Linked DNA regions of Gossypium hirsutum: region 2 is linked to region 1. The links are chromatin contacts, called in public Hi-C maps. All regions are on one chromosome and are shown on one strand. Each heading gives the region's core, a stretch centred on a gene start, on an enhancer-like site or on the middle of the called end of the contact. The rest is flanking DNA. Distances are from core to core; before and after follow the strand shown. Region 1 has its middle 5.9 kb from the start of LOC107909295. Region 2 has its middle 9.4 kb from the start of LOC107909299.

Evidence for each region. Hi-C and Micro-C count contacts between places; a contact is called where the count stands out from the background.
Region 2: a contact with region 1 is called in a Hi-C map of leaf, with 1.9 times the contacts expected there. The contact joins two enhancer-like sites. A contact is called at or near these places in 2 of 34 Hi-C or Micro-C datasets (both in leaf).

What each region holds. Positions count from the first base shown.
Region 1 is chrD02:65,454,174-65,456,873 of Gossypium_hirsutum_v2.1, reverse strand. No RefSeq gene overlaps it. Among protein-coding and RNA genes, the nearest start is that of LOC107909295, 5.9 kb to the right of the region's middle. Within about 2 kb of position 1,318, at least 6 of the 9 cell types and tissues checked have an H3K27ac peak or open chromatin away from gene starts, as enhancers often do. A contact at or near this core is called in leaf, where this site is marked.
Region 2 is chrD02:65,522,416-65,525,115 of Gossypium_hirsutum_v2.1, reverse strand. No RefSeq gene overlaps it. Among protein-coding and RNA genes, the nearest start is that of LOC107909299, 9.4 kb to the right of the region's middle. Within about 2 kb of position 1,270, at least 7 of the 9 cell types and tissues checked have an H3K27ac peak or open chromatin away from gene starts, as enhancers often do. A contact at or near this core is called in leaf, where this site is marked.

The sequences.
Region 1 (2,700 bases), core at 69-2,568:
CAGGGACAGTATGGGTGAACAAAATTCGATTCAATTTGAAAACTTGATAAAAAATTCAAATTTTGAATTAAATAGTTAGAGTTAATCAAGTTATTCGGATCAACTTGAATAAAAAGTTAAGTTTTTCGGTGTAACTCGAATATGAATTACACAATTCGAGTTATCCGAAAATCCAAATAAGAAAAAACAAAACTACGTCGTTTTGATAAATGCTTACCTTGCTAAAGTTAAAAGTCAAAATCATGAAGTTAAAAGGCAAAATTATGTCATTTTAATAAATGTTTACTTATAAAGTTAAAAGGTAAAACCATTATGTTATTTATGTAGTTTAATAATCTTGTACTTCGTCTATTAGTTAAATAATCGGTCCATGTAAACGCAACATTGAGTATAAATAATAGGATTCGTTAACTCGACTCGACTTAACTCAATTCTATTTGAAAAAAAATTAAATTGAATTCGGTTGTTAAAATAACATTCGTCAACTCAACTAACTCAAAAAATTTGGCTCAATCCGACTTAACTAGATTGAATACTCATCCCTGGGGACTGACAGGTGAAAATTTTTCCCATTCATTTTTCTAGGGTTCAAAAAAAAAAAAAAGGTTAAAAATTATTTTGCCTTCCTTTCTATTCGCAGATCATTTTTCCATCTCTCTATCACTGCTTTGATCTCCATGCTTCCATACCTCAACAGAACAAGAAATTAGTGCTTTGACATCATTGCCTTGTAGTAAATCCGATTCATCCAAAGCCAAATAAATAAATAAATAAATAAGGAAGGCAAGACAAAAGAAGAAGAAACCGATCTTGGCCTTGTCTGGTTCTGTTGCTTGAACTTTAATACCAAAAAAACAGTGATGTGCTTTTCTTATAAAAACACCACCGATTTTTCACCTCCAAACCCTAACTAGAGAATCAACATGAAACCCAACCATTGAAAAAAGAACAGAAGACAGAAGAGGAAGAGAAAGAAGGATCCAGGCCATGCAAGATTCACCCAAATATAAGTAACATAGTTAGCAAATATACTTTGTTTGGGTGCTTACAAGATTCTTCTGTCAATCATTTGTTTAGTTTCGGCTACGACAGTCCATTCAACTCAACACTAGTTTATGCATCAAGGTGGATTTCCGAGTTCCATAATGTATAGTTATTAGGTGTGGATTTTAGTCCAATTTAATTAGTTTAGTTTATAGTATGTTATATTTGTAATTGTTTGGTTCTATTTTAGTTATAATTTGATGAGTCCCAACATACTTATAAATATAAGGATAATTGTTAACCCAAGCCCTGTTAAATATTGTCCCAGTCATCCAATCAATAGAAGTTTTGGTCACCCCTATAAGCCCAAACCTCCTTTAACACAATTTGGGCACTCCAAACATAGAACTGAAATCCTTTTTAAGTTTTAACCTAGATTAGTTCACTTTTTATATTTTTTTTTTCAGAAATTTATTTTTCAGATTTAAAAATATAAATTCAATTGTTAAATTTTTTCATATTATCACATCATTTTATTGTTACATGGTTGCAAGAGATTGTTTTTTATTTATTTCAAAATCACAATTGGATCCAAATAGCAGAGGGACTAAATTTATAGAAATAAAATAAAGAGACTAAATTCTAAATACAAACAAAAAATAAGGGTTTGGATCCTATTTTAACCCCTTTTTTTTATACAAAGTGGGTATAAACTAATTTGTTGATATTAAATATTTCGCATTTCTGGGCATAGCTATTTGAAAGTTTTTATTACACACACAACTTGAGACTTTCAAAAATTTTAGTGCTTTTTTTATTGTTATTATTAAAATTTGGTAAGAGAATAAACAGGGGGCTGTGAATTTCTTGATTGACTTGAGAAATTTTGTATATTATTAAAATGATATTTTATTTTATTATTAGAAAAACAATAATTACTTCTACTTATCACAATTTTTCTAATTTTTAACCATGCACAAACCATTACAACGATATGAATTGAACTAAGATTTAATTGGTAAAAAATATTTTATTAAAATCGAACAATATTAAATTGCAATTTCAAAATGATTTAATTTATTTACGTATGAGTTACATATTTCTGAAATTAGAATAATGTTTTTTTATTAAGAAAAATAATTTTATTAAAACTAATACAATTTTTTTTGTATTTATGTTAAATTACATTTTTAAATTAATTGATTTACTTGTTGAAGACAGTATAATTACTTTTTGACAAAGTAAAGTTCATCATGAAAAATGATAAATTATTTGTGAGAGATTTTTTTAATATAAAATTCAAATATTCTGATTTCCTTTTTGACAAACAACACATGATTTGTTCACATTTTACTTTGCCTTAAAAGTTCAAATCGTTTTCTTTCCTGCAACTTAAAAATTTTATTTCAGCTTCTCATTTAATTTTTTTTTAATTTTTTTGTTTTTGAATTTCAACTTTTTATCATATCACCTTAAACTAAATGAAAAGATTAATATTAATTAATTTTATTAGCGTGATATACACGTAAATTGTGATATAAATGACATTTTAACATTTAATTAATTTTTAAAATTTAAAAAAATATATATCTTTTATAATTTTTAATAATTTTAGCCATTCTTAATTTTTAAAAATTAGGTTTTATAACTTTTACTGAAATTTTTAAAATTTTAAATATTAATTAAAGATTGATGTGTCATCCACTTGTATGCAAC
Region 2 (2,700 bases), core at 21-2,520, 68 kb before region 1:
GCCCATCCAAACTAAGCCTAATTAAGGTTGTATCAAATAATTGCTCTTAAATTTTAAAAATTAGACATCTAAATTTATAGCCTCTTGAGCCCATAAATGGTTCCATTGTGGGGTCCAAGGATCACTTCCTACACTTCACTGTCATCGACTTTACTTCCAAGTCCAGAAAGAATTTTAAATACTCCTAATCGCTTCTTTTTCCTTTCTTTTTCTTGGTTAAAATATGTTGCCAGTCCCTATATTTTGACACAATTACAGATTAAGTTCCTATTTTACTCTTACCTTTTCAATTTAAAAATCTCAATCCAATCATTATTTTCGTTGATATTCGGTTAAATTTTTTCAACTTAATATGTTTATTTTTTGTCAATCATATGTTGTATCATATGAGGACAATCTAATCAAAAATCTAAATTGACAAATTTTGACAAAAAAATACTTATAATTTTTGTTATAATCAGTAATCACCGACTCGTGACCTGGATAGGTCCCACCAGAAGATCGAGTATAAGGCGAACCATGAGAGAACAGCAAAGCAAGCTCGCGGACCTAGCTCGCAAGGTAAGGCTGCAGATCCAGCTCGCGGGAACCTAAGGAAAGCATCGGTCTCAACTCCCATACACCCAAGGAGCTCGCATAAAGGACCGCGTGCTCCGTAGGCCGTCCAAACACATGTCCAACAGGCACAGAACCCGTCCAAAATGTTAATCCTAGGAACAAAAAGGACCGCGTGCTTCGTAGAAACATACCCAGTAGACCTGGAATTCGTAGAGAATGTCAATGCTAGAGATAGAGAATGTCGATACTAGAAGCAACGAAGTCAAAACAAAATAGTAGGGCCCAATCATGAATTGTAATAGCATCTGTAGCAACATGTATAAATACCCAAACACTCATATCAATAACACACGAGAAAAATATTACTCAACAATTTTAATTATTAAATTGATGTTTTCAAATAAAAGAATACTGAGAATTGATTTTATTTTAAATTTTAAAGTATAGAAACTAAACATAAAATTTTATCAAAATATAGGGACTAAAAGTGTATTTTAACTTTTTCTTTACTTCCAAATATAACTTCAAATTTTAAAAAAGTTGTACAGGAAATGGGACCATCGAAAACGGAAAACAACATCCCACGTATCTCTTTATCTCAAAGCGTAGCCCGCAATCAACGTGTTGATCACCAATGACATTACCCATCAGATTTAGGCCACGTGTCTCATGATGCGTTGGATCCCACGAGGCCTAACCCCTTCTCCCCCTGCTTAAAAGCGGCTCAGGGTTTCCCTTCCACCACTCTCCACCAACGCAGCAACCAAACTCTGAAATATACTAACCTTCTTTTTTTACATTTTGTTCGATTAGTCTTCTTCTCGGTATCGCTGTCATGGCTGGGTTCGAGCAGCGAATAAAGGAGAGAGCCAAGGAGCTCAAGGTTTTCTTCAAGAAGGGTGTGAAGATCGTGGGAGAATCATGCAAGAAAGGTTGGTACAAAGTCAAGCACATCAGAGGCTGATTCTTTTGCCTTCCATCATCTTGTTTTCTTTTCGTTTTCCATGTAGAGATCTTTGTCAGTCATCTTGATTTGGAGGGTTTTCTTTAATTTATTGAAGGATTTTATCCTGTTTTCTGCTTATTTTTTGTGCTTTTTTTTAGCATCTTATGAGTTGATTTGATTTTGAGATTATAGTTAACTGTTTCCGTTTGGCTTTTTTTTTTTTTGTTCCAACATCTGTTTTATGAAGGTGATCCCTGGAAAAATGTCTATTCTGTGAAGTTATTAATTTTTATTTGAAACAGATTATCGAATAATTACTGTATTTATTGCTATTAAAATAGAAAGCAACCATTTCTGGCATGGTCTTGGATCCGATTGGCAAATAACAAGGACCATATGCATGTAATTGACTCCTTTAGCTGGAATTAGCCATACTAGACACCTTCGTCAAACTTGTAAATTGTCCAGATTTTATAATTATTGGAAAATATTAGCAATTCTAAATTATAGACGGGATTTTTTTATTTCCAATTACACCGCCATGGATGCATGTACAATGTACTTGTGCAAACTTCATCGCAGTTAAATAAAAGTTAAAATATACTCTATTTTCCATAAATTTAGAATTTAATTCTATAGTTTTATTTATAAAAAAATTAGTCAATTTTCAAATTTTAAATTTAAAATGTAGTTATAATTTGAGTGTTAATAAATTCTTAATATAAAATGAGTAACATAAAAAATATATTAAATTTTAACTGATTTATATAATTATTTTTGAGAAGTGATATTTTAGATTTGAACCCAAATATGTAATGAACACTCTTTATTAATTGGAGTGCGGCATTCAGTTTTCCTCCTGCGCCTAAAATGAGAAAGACGTCTTCCACTTTAATCAGCCATTACTAGTCAGTAGTCACTCACTTCAACAACACCTGGGCGAGGCTGTTCTTGACTCAAACAGAGTATTTGTCAACTTAAATCCCTATTGGCATGAGTCCTACTAACGATGGCCACTTCCTATGATACAACTTCTGCCTCTCCTTCGAATTGCATGGAACAAAGTTGATTGGGGAAGTGTTTGAAATCTCAACATTGTACCAAATACAATGTCATGCCCTCTAACAACACCCTTTTCACCCAATATCAAATCTTTTCTACTAGTTGTTTTAGGCGGGGACTAGGGGTGATATCAG